Regions from separate parts of the Mus musculus genome. Here all the other regions are linked to region 7. Evidence: chromatin contacts called from public ChIA-PET, Hi-C and promoter capture Hi-C data. All regions are on one chromosome and are shown on one strand. The core of a region is the stretch at or near the end of the contact, and the rest is flanking DNA. Distances in the headings are between cores, read along the strand shown.

What was found. Promoter capture Hi-C pulls out the DNA fragments that hold promoters and counts their contacts. Hi-C and Micro-C count contacts between places; a contact is called where the count stands out from the background. ChIA-PET counts read pairs in DNA pulled down with a chosen protein or histone mark. Capture Hi-C pulls out chosen DNA fragments and counts their contacts.
Region 1: a contact with region 7 is called in a promoter capture Hi-C map of adipose tissue. The contact joins the promoter of Socs2 here to the promoter of Cep83os in region 7. A contact is called at or near these places in 9 of 39 promoter capture datasets (the 3T3-L1 cell line, HPC-7-derived erythroid cells, embryonic stem cells and 5 more), 4 of 484 Hi-C or Micro-C datasets (LSK cells, embryonic stem cells, palatal mesenchyme and 1 more), 8 of 115 datasets of contacts at active chromatin or transcription factors (astrocytes, embryonic basal ganglia, embryonic forebrain and 5 more) and 4 of 9 other capture datasets (adipose tissue, embryonic stem cells, liver and 1 more).
Region 2: a contact with region 7 is called in a Hi-C map of B cells, with 14 read pairs. The contact joins the enhancer-like site here to the promoter of Cep83os in region 7. A contact is called at or near these places in 1 of 39 promoter capture datasets (embryonic stem cells), 1 of 484 Hi-C or Micro-C datasets (B cells), 1 of 115 datasets of contacts at active chromatin or transcription factors (embryonic limb bud) and 1 of 9 other capture datasets (liver).
Region 3: a promoter capture Hi-C map of embryonic stem cells shows a contact between it and region 7, with 1.9 times the contacts expected there. The contact joins the enhancer-like site here to the promoter of Cep83os in region 7. A contact is called at or near these places in 2 of 39 promoter capture datasets (embryonic stem cells and pre-B cells), 4 of 115 datasets of contacts at active chromatin or transcription factors (embryonic stem cells, forebrain, memory CD8 T cells and 1 more) and 2 of 9 other capture datasets (adipose tissue and liver).
Region 4: a promoter capture Hi-C map of pre-B cells shows a contact between it and region 7, with 7 times the contacts expected there. The contact joins the promoter of Ube2n here to the promoter of Cep83os in region 7. A contact is called at or near these places in 6 of 39 promoter capture datasets (3T3-L1-derived adipocytes, the C10 cell line, hematopoietic stem and progenitor cells and 3 more), 1 of 15 datasets of contacts at CTCF or cohesin (the NIH/3T3 cell line), 5 of 484 Hi-C or Micro-C datasets (B cells, CD8 T cells, the G1E-ER4 cell line and 2 more), 16 of 115 datasets of contacts at active chromatin or transcription factors (the 230-238 cell line, acute myeloid leukemia, astrocytes and 11 more) and 3 of 9 other capture datasets (adipose tissue, liver and macrophages).
Region 5: an RNA polymerase II ChIA-PET map of memory CD8 T cells shows a contact between it and region 7, with 5 read pairs. The contact joins the promoter of Nudt4 here to the promoter of Cep83os in region 7. A contact is called at or near these places in 1 of 39 promoter capture datasets (pre-B cells) and 2 of 115 datasets of contacts at active chromatin or transcription factors (large pre-B cells and memory CD8 T cells).
Region 6: a promoter capture Hi-C map of liver shows a contact between it and region 7, with 2.8 times the contacts expected there. The contact joins the enhancer-like site here to the promoter of Cep83os in region 7. A contact is called at or near these places in 4 of 39 promoter capture datasets (hematopoietic stem and progenitor cells, hippocampal neurons and liver), 1 of 484 Hi-C or Micro-C datasets (embryonic stem cells), 2 of 115 datasets of contacts at active chromatin or transcription factors (the 230-238 cell line and acute myeloid leukemia) and 1 of 9 other capture datasets (macrophages).

What each region holds. Positions count from the first base shown.
Region 1 is chr10:95,414,992-95,418,111 of GRCm38.p6, reverse strand. It overlaps Socs2 (suppressor of cytokine signaling 2), which reads left to right and starts at 1,255. Exons shown (of 3, transcript NM_007706.4): 1 at 1,255-1,494; 2 at 2,921-3,120. It overlaps 5730420D15Rik (RIKEN cDNA 5730420D15 gene), which reads right to left and starts at 737. Exons shown (of 5, transcript NR_045339.1): 1 at 433-737.
Region 2 is chr10:95,387,804-95,390,821 of GRCm38.p6, reverse strand. It overlaps a transcript of Socs2 not described here. Among named protein-coding and RNA genes, the nearest start is that of Gm33230, 25 kb to the left of the region's middle. Within about 2 kb of position 1,546, at least 97 of the 459 cell types and tissues checked have an H3K27ac peak or open chromatin away from gene starts, as enhancers often do. A contact at or near this core is called in B cells and liver, where this site is marked.
Region 3 is chr10:95,263,225-95,266,086 of GRCm38.p6, reverse strand. The region is part of intron 2 of Cradd (CASP2 and RIPK1 domain containing adaptor with death domain); the gene reads left to right. Among named protein-coding and RNA genes, the nearest start is that of Cradd, 59 kb to the left of the region's middle. Within about 2 kb of position 1,251, at least 160 of the 459 cell types and tissues checked have an H3K27ac peak or open chromatin away from gene starts, as enhancers often do. A contact at or near this core is called in adipose tissue, embryonic stem cells, forebrain and 4 more, where this site is marked.
Region 4 is chr10:95,513,675-95,516,695 of GRCm38.p6, reverse strand. Ube2n (ubiquitin-conjugating enzyme E2N) reads right to left here and starts at 1,534. Exons shown (of 4, transcript NM_080560.3): 1 at 1,459-1,534. The coding sequence starts at 1,488. Gm46239 (a long non-coding RNA gene) reads left to right here and starts at 2,440. Exons shown (of 2, transcript XR_001779843.2): 1 at 2,440-2,496.
Region 5 is chr10:95,562,882-95,565,713 of GRCm38.p6, reverse strand. It overlaps Nudt4 (nudix (nucleoside diphosphate linked moiety X)-type motif 4), which reads left to right and starts at 1,568. Exons shown (of 5, transcript NM_027722.5): 1 at 1,568-2,052. The coding sequence starts at 1,957.
Region 6 is chr10:95,339,388-95,342,292 of GRCm38.p6, reverse strand. The region is part of intron 1 of 2310039L15Rik (RIKEN cDNA 2310039L15 gene); the gene reads right to left. Among named protein-coding and RNA genes, the nearest start is that of 2310039L15Rik, 4.6 kb to the right of the region's middle. Within about 2 kb of position 1,417, at least 1 of the 459 cell types and tissues checked has an H3K27ac peak or open chromatin away from gene starts, as enhancers often do. A contact at or near this core is called in liver, where this site is marked.
Region 7 is chr10:94,687,112-94,690,065 of GRCm38.p6, reverse strand. Cep83os (centrosomal protein 83, opposite strand) reads left to right here and starts at 1,453. Exons shown (of 3, transcript NR_015524.1): 1 at 1,453-1,833. Cep83 (centrosomal protein 83) reads right to left here and starts at 1,276. Exons shown (of 16, transcript NM_029852.2): 1 at 1,020-1,276.

The DNA.
Region 1 (3,120 bases), core at 6-2,505, 730 kb before region 7:
GTGTTTCCTTCCAGGGCCGGCAGGCGGGGCACCAGGCAAGGCTTGGAAGCCGCGCCTCTCTCAACCTCTCCTGGCCACCCTTGCCCAACTTCCCCATAGACACAGCTTCAACTAAAAGTGGCCATTGACCTTTCAAGCTTTTGAGCAGTGGGGCAACAGAACAGTATTTCAAAGAAAAATGGTTATCGAAATTTCGAATCCGGTTTTCCCATGAGTGTTTTTTTTTTGTTTTTGTTTTTCTGTTAAAAAAAAAAAAAGTAGGTCACATTCAAAGTGGGTCACGTTTCAGGAGCCGGCGTGCCTGGATGCCGGCGCGGAGGCTAGGTGGCCTCTTACAGAGTGGGAGGTGAGGGTCCCAATAGGAAAGAAGTACTGGGATCAATACGAACTCCGGGTCCCTGGCTTTGCAAGGATTCACAGAGACAAACGCACCAGGCCTGTGACCCCGCACCCCACCCGGGCACAGGTAAGGGCACCTCCTCTGTAGGGTGGCCAGGGTGGGTCTCCCGAAGGGCAAGCAGGAGTTGAGCTGAGGAGGAAAGGAGAAGCTGGGCAAGGCTGATGCAGGGGACTACCAGTTGGAGCTCCAGGGGGGAGGGATTGAGGGCAGTCTGCGCAGCTTTAAGGAGGCGCTCAGCTCGTCTCTTTCCTGGCCTTCTAGGATGCTGGCGGAGGGGACAGTCTCTGGTTCGCTTCCCGAGGTGCCCGGGAGTGGTAGTCGACCTGGGCAGTGGCGTGCTAGCTCTAGCTCTGTGTGTGTCTTAGAGAGGGAGGGACGGACATCTGAGCCCCGCCCCCTTCCCGCACGCTGGTCCTGCATCCCACATGGAGGAGAGGAGGGTCGCGTCTGGCAGGCGCACAGCGGGGTGGATGGCTGGCCTAAAGGTTCCCTCCTACGTGGAGGGCTGGGGAGAAGAGGGGCTGCTATTCGCGGGACCGAGGTGCTCAGCTGTTGCAGACACAGGGGCAGGTACTGGTGGCTTAATAGGCATTGGCTGGGGACTTCTCCTTGTTCCCGAGCACCCCGAGGTGCAGGGTCAGAGGAGGGCGGAGTCGCAGGCTTCCACCCCGCAGCCACCAGCACCAGCACCCGCACCGGCTCTCTCCACCCGGCTCCCTTGAAGCCTGCGCATTAGCGGCCGGGGCCTCTTTAAAGCGCTGGCGGGGGCTGCGGTCACGTGAGGCGGATTCCTGGAAAGTTCCTGGAAAGCGGCCTCCGCCGCGGCCGGGCGGGGCGCGAGGGGCGGGAGGCGGGGAGCGAGGGAGGCGCGTCGGGCTGGGAAGTCGCGCGCACACTCGGCTCCGGGGACAGACGGTTAACTCTTGCCAAGTCTCGCCGCCTCTGCGGCTCCCGGGCCTTGGGCTTCCCCCCTGAAGCATGAGCCTTTCCTCCCGCAGCCGCCAACGCTGCGCGGGTCTCGGACAGTGCGCGCCGGGACTCCAGGCGCGCGCCCTCAAGATCCCTTGTGCCCGGAGCCCGGAAGCTTGCGGCAGGTACCGCTCGCGAAGCCCGAAGGTTCCGCCCGGGGGGACAGTGGCCGGGAGGGCGGCGGGGTGCGAGCACGGGGGCGGCGGCGGACCGCCTGGGCGTCCGCAGTTTAGGGCGCCCCGGGAGAGTTCAAGTCGGGGCTCTGCCCCATCCGGACTCAACTGCCTCCTCTCTCCCGGGTTCCTTCTCGGTCTCGGGAAATTTTCCGAGCACCCCCACCCCCCAACAACTGCTACCCAAATTTATAATCCTAATAACCTGATCTCCCGCTCCTCCCCGCCAGCCTCCGCCCTTGCTCCCCCACCCCACCCCTTCTCTTTCTCCCATCTCCTCCGCTTCAACTGGAGGGAAACCCGGCACTGGCGAGCAGGGGTGTCAGCCTGGGGCGGAGAGGGGGGGGGGAAGCTAGGCGACGATCCCTGGGATTTTTGTCTGCCTTTGGCGCAGAAAAACTCGGTTGCTTTTACTGAGCGCAGAGCCGATTGCATCCCCAGGCATCTCCTTCCACAAATAAACGTCACCCGGGGAACTCAGACGGACACCCCTCCTTGCCCCCTGGCTCCCCCGCCCCTTGTCCGCTGGGGAGGCTGCCTAGTGCGGAGGCGGCAGTCGCGGCGGTGGAGGTAAGACCTCAGTCCCAGTTGATGGCATGGCCCGCTGCGCTCGCTGTTGCGGGCTCAGCCCCGGCCTCATTTGGAGCTCCGGCGGGGGCTGCACGCTCCGGCCGATTCCTCGACAGCGCCCGCGGCGGCAGCCGCAGGAGCCGCGGTCCGCGTTTTGGAGCGACCGCCGCTGAGCCCCCCATCCTCGTCTGGAGCGTGCTCCAGGAAGCGGCAGGAGTGGGGGTGAGGCCGCCTCCGAGGCAGGGATGCAGCGGCTGGCGCGCCGCTAGCGCACCGCAGCACCCTCGGCTGGCGACCCAGGAGCCCTGCGGCGCTTTAGGGCGTGGAACCAGGTTTTGCCGGATGCATCCTCCCAAGGGCCCTGGGGCTGCTCGAAATGTAAGATGGAAATGCCAAGTGCAGAGAACTGCCCGGTTCTTTGTGTAATGTTTTCCCCCCCACCCCCACCCCCCACTTGCCCATGACAAAGGCCTATCCATCCGGACCCGCAGGTGACTGTTTCCTGGGCTGCCTGTGTGTAATTCCAGCACACAGTTCTTCGGCGGGAAAACACCTTGTTTACTCTCATCCTGTCTCCCTCCTCACCCCTCTACTCCGGCCAACTTTAGTGTCTTGGATCTCTGCCCTTTTTACCCGTCTTTCCCCAGAGTTGGGCAGGGCGTTAGCTGGATGCTCGGGGTTAAATGGTACAGAACACGCAGGCGGAGGAGTCCCTGGGATTTTCCACGTGTCTGTTTACCCACCCCCACCTCGGCCGTAGGGGTTCAGCCCAGACTGACCCAATCTCTGTTCCATTGTTTCTTCACAGGCGATCTGTGGGTGACAGTGTCTGCGAGAGACTTTGCCACACCATTCTGCCGGAATTTGGAGAAAAAGAACCAGCCGCTTCCAGTCCCCTCCCCCTCCGCCACCATTTCGGACACCCTGCACACTCTCGTTTTGGGGTACCCTGTGACTTCCAGGCAGCACGCGAGGTCCACTGGCCCCAGCTCGGGCGACCAGCTGTCT
Region 2 (3,018 bases), core at 297-2,796, 700 kb before region 7:
CGATCTAACTTGACTCCATCTCAGTCACCCTTTGTTATGCCTGTCTGCGAATTCCCCACAGTTTTACTGCTATTATTAATGGACACTTTTTAAAAGTTATGCCCTTAGTTATCTGTATGTACATGATAATACATAATAATGTCACTGTTAATTTGGCGATATTAATTTTTATCTAGGTACCTTGCTGAACTCTTAAATGGTTCTAAGAGTTCACACGAGGAGTCTGGATTTAAAGAAACACGATGAACAGTTTTATTGTAAGTTCCCCGCAAACTTTTGAATCTGAGCTTCCATTTACTGTTTTGTATATATGCAGGGTTAAAAAAAATAAACATGGATACCCATTCTTGGTACATTATAAAGTATCTTTATTCATTAACTTTTTTTCCCCCTTCCCTTCTCCCTTTTGCTCTGGCCCCACTCGCTCTGGGCCCCCGCATTAACTTTATTATTATTATTATTATTATTATTACTAACTCTCATTCCTTCTTCTATTAATTGTCATGGAAAATTTAAAAGTTGACAACGAAAATTTTAAATATGTAATAAAAATTTAAATCTTTGAAAAATTAGGAACCTCACATTGCTGATGACCTAATTAGCATGTGGCTTTCTAGTCACGTGAGTGTGTGACTGTGGACTGAGACACAGGACAACTTATAAATCTAGGGATACAATAAGAAAGAATAATAAGGGGGCTGGAGAGATGGCTCAGCGGTTAAGAGCACTGACTGCTCTGCTCTTCCGAAGATCCTGAGTTCAAATCCCAGCAACCACATGGTGGCTCACAACCATCTGTAATGAGATCTGGCGCCCTCCTCTGGTGTGTCTGAAGACAGCTACAGTGTACTTACATGTAATAAATAAATAAATTATAAAAAAATCTTTAAAAAAAAAGAAAGAATGATAAGAATACTGCTAGCACATCTATGCATGTGTGTGTGTGCATGCGCTTGCACACACACACCATTTGTTAATATGTAAAATCATGTGAGATATATGTTATTGACATGAAGAAAACATGAAAATGAAAAATCAAATTTGGGAAGTTACTCTATATTTTGAGTAACTATGGGCGCTTCTGATTGTCTACTGGTCATGCCCATGAATCTATTCCTAACTAGAGTCTCAGGATAGATGATAGGCCTGTAAGAGATCGTGGAGGGATTATTTCAGGGAATGGACATCTCTGATAGATGCTCAGTTCCCAGGACAGCGTAGGCCCCCACCAGATCTTTAATCTGGAAACTAGGAACAGGCTTCCCTAACAAGGTGTGAGCAGCGGTGACAGTGAGGAGAGGAGCCCATGAAATCTGGAGGCCCATACTACTCATAGCCAGGGTGTCAGCCAGTCCTCTCATTGAAACAGGAAACGTCTAACACTAGCTCCTCCTGAAGGGAGTCTCTCAAGGGCCTGGCTGGTCGCATTGGAGGGGCTTGTGTTTCCACGGGTGTTCAAACTTCGTTGGAGTGAGGTCCAGGATGTGGTCTGAACCAAGAGGCTCTCGCCAGGCTCTTTGGTTCTCCACCACTGAATCTACTTGGTCGAAGACCCGAGTCATAGCTCTTCTCCCAAGCTATGCAAATAAACAGTGTGTCCTATTTTTAGGACGTCATTGCTAACAAAAATAGCTCGAAACCCAGACATTTGAATGTCAGCAGACTTCAGCTTTAAGACGCTATCCTGTGGCAGCCATGCCGGGCGATGCTGACATTTTCTCGGGGGTCGTTGTTTGATCTTCCAGCATACTCACTGTTGTCGTTTCTGTTTCCATTTAGGAAAACCAAGGCTCGGAAATGTTAGGTGACCCGCCCCAAGTCAGCCTTTCACAAGCAGAGCCCAGGGTGCTCTGTGAGTCACCAGCCGGACATCACAGCTCTCGATTTCGAACATATTTCCTTCCCACCTCGCCACATTCCATCTTGACACTGGTAACGGGATGTTGTTATTACATGGGACTCGGTCCAGTTTCCTGAAAGGAATTTAGTTGCTACATTAGATTCGAGTTACATAATCAGGAAATCACTTATCCTTCTTAGCGTCTTATTTGCTTTATTAAAAAAGCCATTGGAGGGGCTGGAAAGACGGTTCCGCAGTCAAGAGCACTGGCTGCTCTTCCAGAGGACCAGGCTTAATTCCCAACGCTCACATGACAGCCCACACCTGTCTGTAAATCCAGTTCCAGGGGATCTGACACCCTCACATAGACATACACCCTCACGTAGGCAAAACACCAGTGCACATAAAGTAAAAAACAGTTATATATATATATATTTTTTTTTTTTTTTAAAAAAGAAACCCATTTGTAAAGAAAGAGAAAGTGGAAAGGAAAGAAGAAGGAAAAGAAAAGAAGAGTAGGAGAAGAAGAAGAGGAGGCATCAAATTTCTGTTCATTAAGCTCATTTCATTGCGTTCTTTTTTACAGAGAGACTCAAGACATTTTTTCCAACATAGCATCATCTGTGGCAATTGCTTGGCAATTTAAAGGGCTCCCAGGAACTGCATGGAACAGTCTTAGGACATGCAATCAAACCCATCAGACTCTGGGCAAGCTCCACCAGAAGAGAGGCTGCCTGCCCCTCGCCGATTGCTTTAACCCAAGTTAAAACCAAGCTTGGGATCCCATGCTTGCTGAGATGATTGACGGCTGTCATAGGAGAAACTACATCTGGGAAATTTCTCGCCAGGATCTACTGATCTCACGTCGATGGAATATGGAGAACAAATGTTGGTTTGGTTTGCCAAGCAAAAGCACAGCGAGCACCCAGCATCCCTGTGAATGTAACACACATAGTTTCAGTTTGGCATCTCTCCGCTGGAGTGTGGTACTGTTTCCTGATGAGGTTCCGTTGGCTGCAAAAGCTTCAGTTACTTTGTGGCATGGTGGAAGAAGAATGCCTCACTGAATGCCTGCACCCGGGCTTGGCTCAAACAGCTCAGGAAACCTTACCTGTTCAAGGCTCAATTTCCAAACACTTCCTTTTCTTCCTGTTCTTCTGAACTGGAAGATTCTTAAA
Region 3 (2,862 bases), core at 2-2,501, 580 kb before region 7:
ATAGGTTCTGTTGTTCTTATGCGTAGGCAAAGACATGTCTTTTTGTTTAGAGGATTTTGAAATGTGTTCCTCCACCCAGAGCACCCAAGCCCAGGCTAAGCACAGAATCCTTTTATAACTACAGGTTATGATCTGATTCACTAGAAACAAGGGCCGGTGTTAAAAACAGAGCCTAAGGATCTTGAGCCCCTCTGTAAGGATTACCAAAAGAAACCAGTGAAATGTATCAAGGAAGGAAGCTACAGTCAAAACTGTATTTCTTCTTTAAAATTCTTAAGGCTCATAGGAAGCTTTGCATCTGATTCTCAGCTACCAAAAATAATTTGTGTGTGGAAGATGCCTCAGAAATGGAATATACTTAGGCGCCCACGGCTGACTGCTTTTCAGATGTGTGGTTATCAGTTGTAGCTTGAATTTAGAGAGTACGAGATGATGCAGACAGGGTTCCTGGGGGGTTAGTTTGTTACTTTCTGAGATAGTTATTTTCTGAGATTCTGATGAGAAGCCTGACAGAATGCCTTCAACCTCTGTGACTCCCAGGAAATGCTGTTAGCTTTATTCTGGTTTCATAGTTTTGGTCAAGGTAGATTCCAGAATAAAACAGACATTTTCTTCTTAGTAAAAAGGGGACGAGGCATCCTATTCCTAGGCTCGGAACTAAGGCAAGTCTTGCGCTTACCCTACTCTGTTGCATTCTCGGGTTATCAGATTTGCAAGTCGGAGTTGGGGAAAGTTTCTATCGGGACTCAAGCAACTCAGCCTCCAGTCCTTGCTAATACCAACAACCCGAAGGCAGTTTTCTACCACCTGGGAAAGAAAAAAAAATCTTTCTAAAAGATGGCACACGGCTTGCTTTCCTGTGCACTTTCAGCAGGTCTAGAGCTGCATCTGGCCGAGTCGGGTAATCCAATCTATTTTAACGCAAAGATTTTCCGAGAAGGCAGGAAACCAGCAAGGGGGAAGGCTTTCAGGCATCTGCTGTTTCGTTTCCAGATCCCTTGTGTTAATTTAATGTTTCTAGGGAACCCGGGGTTTTTTCTCGGAATCTCTTCTCTAGGAACTGGTGTGTGCCGCGATAAGGCTAAGACTAAGGGGGCTGCAGCCGGAGGCAGCGTCCCCGCTCCAGGGTGCAGACTTTCCCCGCCGCCACCGCCACCGCCACTGCCACCGCGAGGGTGACAGCACCCTTCGAAGAGTGAGTGTTTGCCTGTGTGCAATTAGGAAAGGCAACCCCGTGAAGCGATCGACATGCCCTCACCCCATCAAAACCAGGGCAACTCGACTCTGTTGAGGAAACAAACTCCATTCCATCCCAAGCCGGAGTGAAACGTGAGCTTTGCACAAACACTGGCACTGCTTCGGGAATACCGGGAAACTCGCCTTTCTTCCAGCGGCCTCCGCAGAGCTTTGCCCAGACAGCAGTACTAGCTTGCTGGGGGTTTTAGTGTGTGAGATGAGTTTTGGTTCCGTGCTTGCAGCCAGGTGTTAGCACTGGTGTGTGTTGGGCCCTATCAGCCCTATGACCAACAGCCGGCCTGGCCTCTCCAGCGTCTCCTCTCCCGCCATGGACCTGAAGCCTCACTCAAACCTCGCTTCTGCAAAGGCGTCCTGTAGACAAAAGCCTGCCCTTAAAAATTTTAAAGACTGTATGCTATTCCTGTTTAGACTCACGCAATGGGGATAATCCATGCTGCCCTGAAAATAGGGTTGAGAACTAAGATGGAGTGAGTTCACGTGGCCCTTTAATAGTAGAAACAGAACCGGAACTCCGATAAACCCAGCATTCTGTTACTGAGTTACAGAACTATTCTACAGAATCCTAGAGGTGGACCAGAGTGTTGTCCTCTTGTCATCCCCCCCCCCCCTATGACATTCTAGCAATCTGGCTGTTTCTGATTGCTGTGGTTGTGATTGCACACAATTCCATCGCTGGAAAACTCTAATGATTGCACTGTTGTTTCGAACACTAACTGGAATTCTCTGAGAAACTGTTCTTTAAACAATGAAAGGCTAAAATTACTCTTTTCCGCATATTTTTAATTGGTGTGGATGTATTTGAAAATCATGATAAAAATGAGCTTTCTATTGTGTTCACATTTAGGTTCCAGTCCAGGCTGTGTGTGCTATGAATTATTGGGAACAATCTTTGGTTTCTAGGTAGTGCTTTGAGGTTATGTAATGAAATGTTATATTGTAATATTTTAACATTTTAAATGATTTGACACTTAATATTTATTATTTTTTTTTATGTGCTTTGGTATTTGACCTGCATGTATGTCTGTGTGAAGGTGTCAGATCCCCTGGAATTGGAGTTATAGATACTTGTTAACTGCTATATGGATGCTGGGAATTGAACCTGTTTCCTCTGAAAAAACAGCCAGTGCTTTTAACAATGGAGCCATCTCTCCAGCTCTCCTCCTCCTATTATTATTATTATTATTATTATTATTACTATTACTAATGTGTGCTCCAGAGGACAACTTCTGAACAGTTGCTACCTTCTTTGATACAGGGTCTCTCATTGGCCTGGTGCTCATGGATTAGGCTAGCAAGCGCCAGGATACCTTGTCTCTGTCTCCCAGGAACGGCATTCCAAGCCTAGGCCACTGTCCTGACATTTTGTGTGGTTCTGAAGATCTGTTTCAGGGCTTCATGCTTATAAGCAGCAGTTCCCAACGTGTGGGTCCAGATCTCTTTGGGAGCCGAAAGGGCCTTTCACAGGGGTCACAGGTCAGATACCCTGAATGTTGCATATTTATATTACAATTCATAGCAGCTGCAAAACTACAGCTATGAAGTAGCAATGAAATAATCTTACAGTTGGGGGGAGGTCACCACAGCATGAGGAACTGTCTGAAAGGG
Region 4 (3,021 bases), core at 285-2,784, 830 kb before region 7:
AGCAATAAACATTTGTTTTAAGATTCCAGTGCTCGCTGGGCAGTGGTGGCACACGCATGCTTTTAGTCCAAGCACTTGGGAGGCAGAGGCAGGCAGATTTCTGAGTTCCAGGACAGCCAGGGCTACACAGAGAAAAACCAATAAATAAGTAAATAAATAAATAAATAAAACAAATTTAAAAAGGAGATTCCAGTGCTCGTGGAAAATGTATTCTTCCTTTGTAAGAGTTTTTATCCTATGAAAGGGCTTGTTTTTCTAATTCAAGCACCTTTCTGTCAATGACACCCCAGCCTCACAGACATTTGTGACTGCCTGAAGAACTACAGTGTCTCACACCCTTCAAAGAGGCCCTCCACTTACTTTGTACAAATCTCCCCTAAAACTTTGGAAGAGTGGAACAATGCTATAAATATATGTTCAGTGGATTACAGCAAGCAAAGTGAAGCTTCAATTTGAGCACTTAGCTGGCAAACTGGGCAGTGCAAGATTTTTTTAACCAATTTCCTACATTAAAAAAAAAAACAGATGCCAAAAAATGTTAAAAATTTAGTTTTCTTGGGTTATAACACTATGAAGACTTAATGGTGTTATGTAAAGATTTTAGGAAATCAAGATACGAGGTTTATACCCCCGTGGTTCCTTATGTATTTATCAAAATTCAGTATCCCTAAAGAGCCCCAGGGCCGCTCAAATAAGGCGCACAAAAGCTGAGAGGCAAACTGTTTCACAGATCATCCCCATAACCGAGGCCCTTGAGGCCCTTGCCTCGGAGAAGAGAACAGTCTCCAAAGAGTTAGCCAGCCGAAGTACAATCACAGCGCTACCCAGCAGAAACACCGGGAAGCGAACGCGGAAGCCAGGGCAACCGGGCGGCCAGCCCCGGACGTCGCTAGGAGGTGCGGGGCAGCCAGGACCAACCTGTGCTGTCGCCGGCAGAACCCCGTGGCCCTCCCGGAGCGGCCTCTCCCGGCCCGCGGCCCCGCCCGGCTCTCGGGGTCGGTCCATTCATTCCGCACCCGGGACTGCCGCAGCCCCGAGCCCCTGCGGAGGAAGAGAAGGGAGCTCCGGGGCAGAGCGGCCGGCCACGGGCCACCACCCGCGCCCAGAGTCCAGGCCACGCCGCGATTCCCGCCCCGCGGAGGAACAGAAGCCGCCGAGGCCCGCACCGGTCCCGCGCCAGAGCCCGAAGCCCGCAGCCCCGCCCTCTCCCGGGCAGCCGCCAGGGCCTCCCCGGCCGCGGCCGCACCGCCCGGGCGTCCCGCTTGTCCGGCGTTCAGAGGCGGCCGGAAGTCTCCCCGGCGCCCCCTCCTCAGCGCCCGACTTCCTCGCCGCCGAGGCCGGACCCTTCTCCGCGATGCCTTAGAGAGGCCTCTCGGAGGCTGCGGAGGGAAGCGGACGGCCGCGCGGCCCGGCGCGCCGGAGCAGAGCCAGTGGCCCGAAGCCCGCCTGGGCGGTTACCTTGATGATCCTGCGGGGCAGCCCGGCCATCTTGTCAGATCCCGAGTTCGGCCTCTGCTCTTGTCTCCGGCTCCGCTCTCCTCACGCTCGAGTGGAAGTCCCGGGCTCCACTTCCGGGGAACGTCGCCGCGCCCGCCTGTCGCTACCTCCGCCGAGGCCCCTCGGGAAATGTAGTCCCTGCTAGGACGCGGGCTTCCGACAGCCTTCCCTCCGACCTGGTGGCCCCCTCCCCCGCGCTCCCCGCCCCAACCCCAGCCGGGGGTGGCGGAAGTGACGCTCCGCGGCGGGGCAGGGACTTGGGGGGAGGCGGCGCGAGGCGGCGCCGAGCTTCTTGGCCCGTGGCAGAATCGGCAACACTGGGCGGCCGGCGTCCACGAGCGAGCGCTGTACGTGCGACCACGCCTGCGTCGGGGGGCGACGTAACAAAGGCCCGGCCCCCGACGCAGCCCATTCATTCATTCGTTCCGTTTGTTCATTCAGCGTGTCCGCAGTGCGCGTGGCGGGCTGGCGCTGCAGCGGTTCCCTGCGGACAGGGCAGGCGGGTCGCGCGCTCCTCCTCGGTGGCGAACAGGCCGGAAGTCAATACCAAAGCTTCTAACTGGGAATAACGCTGCTTGCCAAGGACCACACACACACCCGCGACAAAAAAAATTTTTTCTAAACGTTTAAATTTCACATAAAAAAGGGGGCCTCTCTGGCGCTCCCCAAAAGAGAGTTCGGAACAAGGGAGGAGGCAAAAGGCACGGCCTCTAAACGCCTGGATCCTGCAGGATATTTAATCTTTGTGGTTGTTGGTTTTCCTGAGAAAGGGCTCCCTATGTAACCAAGTCTGGCCTGGTGCTCTCTATTCTGTACGCACCGAGCTGACTTGGAACTCGTGATTCTCCTGCCTCTGCCCCCTGAGTAGAGCTAGGCTTGTGCCACCACTTAAGGTTGAGCCTAGCAATCGAGATTTACGTGCTAACTAGAAGAAGGATCTGATTAGAGTGTAAGGGTCCATGCATGATTCGCTGAAGAATGATACCCCAGACCCAAACGGTATGTAAACGCAGAGAGGGCTTTATTCTGCAGAAGTCCAGCTTGCTAGGGTCTCTCATTCCAAGATGGAGACCTGGAAGTGAGCTCACAGTTCAGATTTAAAGCACATTAGGGGTGTGGTGGGGACATGAGTGGCTGAAAACTGTTGCTGAGGAAGTCTGGAAACTACTGCTGACCCACTGTCCTTGCTTCAGGCCAGGTGGTGGGGCAGCTTCTGAGGCCTGGACTTGCCTAGTTCTTAGAAACAGGGATTTAGGCCTCGTCTTCTGAATTGCCAATTTGAAGTCAGCCTAGCCTTCTCAAGGGGATAGAAAAGCCTGTAATCCCCAAAGGCGTTGGATTACTCATAGAATGAGGGCCCTAAAAGTGGAGGTGTCTCACAAGGATCGCTGGGTGTTTCCATTTCTTTTCATGTTGCTGTGGTAAAACACCCTCCAAAAGCAACTTAAAGGAAAAGGGTTAATTTTAGCCCCAAGTTGCATCACAGGGAGACAATCCCAGCTGGTCACATCAAATTCATAATCA
Region 5 (2,832 bases), core at 319-2,818, 880 kb before region 7:
TTCTTTCATTTCTAAGAGCTCTGCCCCCTCCCTGACCTTTGCATAAACTCCAGTTCTAGGCTCCTGAGAATTTGACTCTTTTGTCTTCTCAGCCCCTCCTCCCCTTGCTGCCTTAGCTGCCTTCGATGCTTGCTTCTTTCCCCTCTGGTCAAAGATCTGCGAGACCCACTACTCCCAAATCAATTTAATATTCCGCCCCGTGATTGGTCACTAATTCTCTGTTCTTAGGTTCTTATTCGACTGGAGGGGCAGGGTCTGACCGGTTTTGTAAGATGCCAGAGCCTGGCACACCGGAGGCCTTCCAGGAATGAAAAACAAAACGGATGTGGCTGTCTAAACAGTTCTGTGGGAAGTGAAGCTCCTGTAGGTTAGGAGTTCGGGTTTTGAAATAGGGTCTCATGTAGACCAGTCTAGTCTCACCAGTTCTAAATGGCAGGGAATGGCCTTGAATTCCGAATCCTTCTGTTTTGGGCTCTCAAGTGCTGGGATCACATACCTGGGATTCCACACCTGATTTGGATTAGGGGTTTTCTTGAATTCCAGTGATGTCAGGTCTCCTACTTTTTTTCTTTTTCTTTCTTTTCTTTCTTTCTTTCTTTCTTTCTTTCTTTCTTTCTTTTTTTTTTTTTTTTTTTTGGTTTATGGTTTTAGGTTTTCGAGACAGAGTTTCCTCTGTATAGCCCTGGCTGTCCTGGAACTCACTCTGTAGACCAGGTTGGCCTTGAACTCAGAAATCTGCCTGCCTCTGGCTCCCAAGTGCTGGGATTAAAGGCGTGCACCACCACTGCCCACCGGTCTCCTACTTTCTATCTTGGCTCTTCAATAGCACTGAAATATTGGGAGTTGTTCCAAGTGCCTAAAACTGTAAGCTTCCAGACAACAAACATCCCACTGATTTACTGCTATGGCCTTACTTAGAATGAGATACACACAGAATAACAGCCATAACCAGTGTTCATGAATGCACTCTGGAGGGTCAGCGGAGGTGGGGATGCCACAACACAGACAACTGGCTATAGTCCACTTCAAAGCCTCAGCTGACTCTTCAAGAGCACATAAAAGCACTCTCATCGAAACAGAGGAAGTGGGGAGAGGGAGAAGGAAGGGGAGAGGAGAGAGAGAACTCAATGAATTTAACCTTCCTAGCCTTCACAAGCAATGCTAACCGCGATGCTTCAGTAGTCCTGCCATGGCTCCGGGGACCTTGGCTCCAGGACCCAGTACTGGGGTCCGTCCCTAAAGGGAACTCTATCGGACCTCTAAAACGGAGAACGAGGAGGTCTCTGCTCGCTTCCCTTCCCTGGCCTTGTACAAAGCGCACCCCCCCCCCCAAAAAAAAAAGGCCTCTGGAGCACTCGCCCGCGGGCAGGGCAGAGCTGGCGGAGCCCTAGACTTAGGCCTCGAGCCCCGCCCCCCGGCTGGTCGAAGCCGCGCCCCCAGCTCCCCACCCTACCCCCGCCCGGCAACGGTCCTGGCGCGCAGGCGCACTGGCGCGCCCAAAGGAGGGAGCGCGCCGGCGCGCGCGCGCGGGAGCCCCGCTTAAATGCGGGCGAAGGGGGCGGCGCGCATCCTCGGCGTCTCTGCCCGGTCTGCACCGTCGCTTCCAACTGTCTCCGCGTGGCACGAGCCACGAGCCGCGCTCTTCCCCCGGCGGCGGCGGCGGCGGCGGGTGCAAGCAAGGAGTGGCTGCGAGCGGCGGCGGGCTCCATGGAGAGCGGCGGGCGCCGGAGCAGAGGCGGCGCTTCCACCGCTGCGCCCGGACTGCAGTGACCCGCGTTCCGCCCCGCGTCCCGGCGGCCGCCCGGCCTCGCCGTCCGTGTCCGTGCCGCCGCCGCCGCCCGTCCCACCGGCGCCCGAGCATCGCGACTTCCTTCGGCCCGACTCCCCGGCGGGGTGGCGGCGGCCGGGTCCCCACGGTGGCGGCCGGAGCAGCGGCTGCAGGAGCCCGGCTCTAGGATGAAGTTCAAGCCCAACCAGACGCGGACGTACGACCGCGAGGGCTTCAAGAAGAGGGCGGCCTGCCTGTGCTTCCGCAGCGAGCAGGAGGACGAGGTAAGCGCGGGGACAAAGGCTGGCGACCGGGCTTCATCCCGCACCCCCCTGCACCGCCCGGGCCTGCGGGTCACCGGCAACCCCCACGCCCGGAGCTGGAGATCGGCCTCCGGGGTTCGCCAGCCTGCCTTTTAGACCTCCCATTAGGTCGCAAGCTGTTGGCTTCATTACGTAGATACCTCCTTTTGCAAAGCGGACTCCGCTTTTAAAGTTTTTCTGACGACCGAAAGATGGCCAGCGAGAGATGTGGAATGACGCCAGAAGGGACAAGATAGGCCAGGAACGGGGCGAAGTTGCCCTTTTCAGCCCGGCCATCTCTCGCTCTTCTGGTTTCTCAAGGCTGTTCTGCGGTGTGACTTGACATCTGGGAAGGAGCGGCGTGTGATTTTACCCGACCCTTCGCCCTGCTTTGGACGGATAGGGACCTTTGGAGTAATCTCTGGGAGAGCCTATTTTATTTCACTTCAGTTCTATTCGGTTTTAAAATGATTCCGTTTTCATCCTGCTCTGGATAGTTCAGTCACTTGGTAGCTGGGGGAAATCTTGTAGCGCTGCCACGCCTAAAATGAACTGATAGAGGAAAAAAAGTTAGCGTTCTGAGTTCTGCTTCTGTAGCCGCGTCCAGGGAAGCACCAAGCATAAAACTGGAGATGGGATCTAATGGCTTCCTTATTGCTAGCCCCTGAAGTTATGATAAGTATGACAGCGTACACTCAGTGGTGGTTAACAGATAGCCGCGTGCTTGAAAGTTAGGATCTTTAAACCGCTTTTGCTTTTTAT
Region 6 (2,905 bases), core at 168-2,667, 650 kb before region 7:
AATCTTCCTCAAACTGTTCCACCAACTTTAAACCAAGTACTCAAATATATAAGACTATGGGGATAATTCTCATTTAAACCATCATAACATTCTTATTCTTACTCCTATTGATAGGGTCTCCCTATGTGGCCCTGGCTGGCCTAAAACTCACAGAGATCTACCTGCTTCTGCCTCCTGCATGTTGGGATTAAAAGCATGTGCCACTATGCCTGGCTAACCACCTATATTATATGCATGTATGAATGTTAAATAAAATATTTATTTTTCAAATGGTATTTTATAAATCATCATATAAACAGAAGTTTCTTCACATATATTTAAGATGATTGAGATGCCAGTGTAAGTCTTTCTCATGGCTATACATTTAATAAACTTATGAATTAGTGGGAAAAGGAAAAAAATACCTGAAGAACAGAGAATGGAAATGACTTGTCCATAATTATATAATCATTATGACAAACATGAAGCCTCTTATAGCCCAGACTCGCCCATAATTATGTAATAATTATGACAAATATGAGGTCCCTGTAGCCTAGGCTAGCACCAGAATCATGATCCTCCAACTTCCATCTCCCAAGTTCTGGGACTTAAGACATGTGCTAGCATGCCAACAAAAATTTGTTTGTTTTTTGTTTGTTTTAAATGTCTTTCCTTTTTACTAAATTTTCTGCTCTCAGAGCTATTGCATTCTAAGTAACTGTAATGGAAATATGAAATTAGCATCCTACATAAACACATAAATTTCTTATTGTTACTGACAGTTTTCTGGAAGGAAGTTGAGCTTCCACTTACTGCAAGTTCAACTTACTATAGTGTTATTTAAACAGGAACATAGACTCAAGCATTCAATGGTTCATTATTTGCCTTTTGACCAGAGTGTACTTTCTCCCACAGTCTTCCAAAGGTCATAGCTTCTAGCAGATGAAATTCATCCACAGATATGAACCCAAAGATACTCGGCTATTTTGAGCCTATTCCAAGTAATTCTTCCTTGTCAATACCTATTCTTTGATAATTTCTGGGATCACAGATTTTTGTTGTTGCTGTTTGCAGGGCTATAAAGTGGAAATTTTTGGTTTCTTTGGAAACTCAGTTGTGTCACATGATATTTTTCTGGAAGCTGTCTGTAAGAGGATGTTTTGCTAAAACAGACTCATGTTGTTTTGCTGGAGTGGACTCTTGAGAGAGACCCTGATGTCTGGAAAGAGTATAAATGGAACCCCACGGATAGTGAAAGGATGCTCTTGCATCACCAGCTGTGCAGCATCTCACTGGCCTTCGCTGGCTGTGCAATGCTTTGCTGGTCTTCGTTGGTCTTCACCTCATAGAGAGAAACACACTGAAGAACTTCTCATGGTACTCCGGCTGACTCTGGCCACTTCTGCAGACTCATGCTTTTTTGGCAGAGCTTTGAGGTCTCTGTTGGACCTTGTCACCACTACTGATTTATGTTTGGTGTTTGCTATTGAACAGGACTACTGGTATCCTGTCAACAAAGAGGGAAATCACCCTAAAGAACTATTTCTAAACAGGCCCACAAACCCCTTTTCCTATCAACCTTGTTTTTCCCTTACCTCTGGTCAGTGGGCTAAAAGGGAGGCTGAAGTGATTAAGAACCCTAAATAAAGTAGGTTTACAGAAAAGTCTAAGCCTACAGGGCACTGCCGTCGTGCCAGTGCAGTCGTGCCAGCTGTATTTGCATAGAAAAGGGAAAGACACAGAATATCCAACATATCCAAACACACTGCGTTAGGCACATTCTCATTTCTGTAATAAATTACCTGACAAAAGCAACTTAAAGAAGAAAGGGTGATTACTACTAATATTCTGTACATATTAATTAATGCTGGAAGCTAATATGGCAGCAAATATTCCCTAACCGGCTAGTTTCCCAAATAACCACACAGAGAGCTTTTAGTATTTCAAAGCTTAGGCCTTAGCTGGGCAGACTCTCAAATAGCTCATCCTAGTTATTAACCCGATCACCTAGTCCCACCCAGTCACGTGGCTAGCTATACCTCCCAGGCCCATAGTCAGTTCCTTCTACCCTCAAGTCTTCTGGAGAAAAGGCCTTCCTCTTTCTTCTTCCCAGAGTTCCTTTCTCCCTCCCAGGAAGTCCCACCTTCCACTTCCTGCCCTGCTAACTGGCCATACATTTTTTTTATGAAAGCCAATTAGAGAATGCCTTAGGTAGGTGAGGAAGGACAACTTTACACAGCGTACGCCAACCAAAGGGTTGCATGAGTATGGTCCATCATGACAGAGAAAGCATGGTGGCAAGAGACTGATGCCTCCTGTCATGATACATCCATAGTCAAAGAGAAGAGAGAGATAAATACTTACACTCAGTTAACTTTCTCCTTTCTATCCAGTTTGAGACGCCAGCCCATGCAGTGTGACCAACCACCATCAGGATATGTGCATTTCCCTTCTAGGTCACACACTTTTCTAGAAACACCCTCATAAACAGACCTACACGTGTGTTTCCATGGTGATTTTAAATCCAGTCTGGTAGATGATGAAGACCACAACATCAAAGACCACCCTCTCTCCAGCTAAGTATCTTTCTTTTGGGAGCCAGTAAGAGCTCCATAGTGACGTCAGCAGCACATACATTAAAAGTACCCATGTTATGGTGAGGGAGTCTGAGAAACAAAGAAAGAGTGACAAGGAAAAGGAAAGATTGTGATCTCCATTTGATATATAAGTAGAATAACTAAGAATGCAAGACTGGGGACTTGAGAGATGGCTCAACAGTTAGGAGCACTTGCTGTTCTTCCAGAGGCCCTGAGGTCTGTTCTGACACTCATGCTAAGGGGCCCACAACTGCCTGTAACTTCAGCTCCAGAAATCTGACCTGGATAAGCTTCAGGGATGAGACCACAGCATGAAACTTCTAGATCCC
Region 7 (2,954 bases), core at 204-2,703:
TCTTTTTATTTAAGAATATTATTAAATACAGATTGCATACTTTATCTCATTAGAAAAGAAATACTCAAAGAGAAATACCCAGCATACTCCGGAATATGTAACAACCAAAAAGAACTCAAATCCATTTACAACTCTCCATAGTCTTGTGTGACAACAAAAACAATCAAAGTGTTCTAATAATTCTAGATAAAATTTATTTGAAATCTGACTACAAAAGGCAACAAATGTAGCCACCTATAAACTAAAAGCATAAATCTGAAGAGCTCCAACTCGCTCCAAACTCAGATTAACAGGCCACATTTACTTATGTTCTAGTTGAATATTAGACTTGTTTACGGTGATGTTGCTTGGTAACAGAAGCACGGCTTTAACAACCTACTCGGTACTTTAAATCTCAGTTTAGTACTTTATACTAACAGCCTGAACATATTATGAATTCACTACATATTTAAAAAAAAATCATCAGAACAAATTTAGCCTGATCCTCAACATGTTCGAGAAGAAAGTGGTCTGATAATTAGAAGGTAAGCAAAGACTTAAAGACACTTAAATGCCCTCTAGGGCATTTTTAAAAAGCCAAGAGTCTTTTTATCATAGTCAGAAACTGGACTAAGAACTTGCCAAAGTACCAAGCCCAAAATACACTTCCCACAGTTCAGACCTTACCTCAGCAACATCCGCAAACCTCACTGCTATGACTACCTTTAAGGACAAGGAAAATGATGACAGCGTGGCTTTTCCCCCACCAATTAACCTAGAGGTGCTTTACACTAACCCCATGACTCCGCTGGCTACCGTGCCGCAGTGCACCAAAGAGCCCCGAAAGGAGTTTCACGTGCTTTAAAAAAGAAAAAGAAAAGAAAAACCTTGCATCCAGAACTCATCTCAGGGCCTGCCTTCCTAACACCGGCTAACACTGCTTCACCAGGAAACAAAACCCGGGTCCAAGGGCGGGCGCGGAGTGCCGCAGGCTTCCAAGCAGACGCCCAGCACGCCTAAAAAGAAGAGAGGTGACTTACCAAACTCACACACGGTCCCCGCTGCTCGCCCCAGCACAGCAGCCGCGCTCGCCACCGGGAGCCCCCGGCACAGCTCCAACCACCGCCACCCACTCCGCTCTGCTCTCCCAGGCATTGGGGCCGAGGGCTCGGGACGGTCCCACCGGCTGGGGTGTGGGGCCCGGAGCGGTCCAAGCGGCCGCTGCCGCCGCGGGGCTGGAGGCGAACCGAGGAGCCGGACGGTCCGCGAGGGCACCCACGCCTCGGGAAAGGTTGAGGTAGCCCGGGAAACTCGGAGGGCTGAGAGGGCGGCGGCTGCAAGGCCGGCTCCTCCTCCGCGGCCCGCCCTCCTCGGCCGACACGCCGCCCCCTCAGCCCGCCGTCCGCCACTCCCGAGCGGACCGCGCGCGTCCCGAGCCCCGGCGAGGCGCGAGGCAGGAAGTCCCGCCTCCCCGTCCTACGTCATCAGCACCGCGCGCCGCCCAAGGTCCGAGCCGTTGGTGAGAGGAGCGGGCTGACGGTTACGCGGGTAGCTGTTGCCGCTGTGGGGGAAAAAAAAAAGTGAGGATGCCACTCTGGGACGTCCCTGTGGGCCGCACCGAAGCCCGCGAGCCCGGGGAACGGCAGATGTCACCTCACGCCCGACTCCCGGTGGGCTGAGGGACTCTGTGCCCTTGTCACACTTCCTTCTCGGAGGGCTTGGACGGTGCTCTTCGCCGCCACCTCTGTTCCCGCCCGCCTTGTCATCGTGCCTGCTGGGCGGATTTTCCGGGCTCTGGCACCCAGTCAGCCTGTGAGTGCGGAGTCGCCCCCAGCTTGCCACCAGGGAAGTCAGGTCAGGACCTCCTTCCTGCCCCAGGCCCATCCTGTAGGCCCGCCTGCTCTTAGGGGTAATATAACAGGGTGGGCTCCTGGTCTCCAGGCTGCAAACTAAATTGACACTTGGTGACAGCTTTGATAATATTTGTGACCTAAAAGCTAAGGTAAATTAGGCTTTTCGCGTTTCAGGGTGGGCGATGGGAGAAACATGCATCCCGTCTATACCCATGCTTGCTGAGTGCCTCCATACTGTGGCCTTGGATCGCCACAGTGCATTATGAAGCACAGCTTATCTTCACCTCTCATGAACATGCAGGAGATGACTAGATCCGGGCTCTGGGTAGAGTGGTAACTGAGCTGTCACCATTTTTTCTAGAAATGAGGGTGCATACTATTATGGGTAGGTTATATAAAGGAGGTATGTGGGAGACACATTCACGATCAGAATAGAGAAAGCAGAAGTCCTGTGTGTGTGAGAGACATTGACAGTAACAATTTGCTGAACAGTCCTATATCAAGTGCCGCAGCATTTTTATAGATTATCTTAATCCCTAGTTCTGTAAATTCAATTAGGCGTTACGGATTCCCCAGATCCTGAAATCAAATCAAATCATTTGTAACCAGTGGAAATATCCGTTAAAAAAATAAAATAAATTAAATAAAATAGAATCACTGGAAAGTGAGGAGAAGACTGGAGAGATGACTAACAACTGAAGAAAAACTTTATTTCTCAGAGAAGAGTAAATGCTAGATGAACATTTAAACCGTTAAAAATAGGAGAAAATCCGCAGTGGTGAGATGTCTCAGTGTTTAGAAGTGCTTGCTGCTTTCCCAAAGGACCCATATTAAGGTCCCTGAAGCCAGGTCCTGCTGCTCAAATTGGCCTGTAACTACAGCTCTCAGGATCTGATGCCTTTGGCCTCTGAGAACATCTGCACCAACTCACATAAAGACACAGATTAGTATAAATAGCAATATTTTTAAATAGAAAATCAAGGTGTATATATTAATAACCATTTGTCTTAGTGAGGGTTTCTATTCCTGGACAAAACATCACGACCAAGAAGCAAGTTGGGGAGGAAAGGGTTTAGTCAGCTTACACTTCCACCCTGCTGTTCATCACCAATGAAGCCAGGA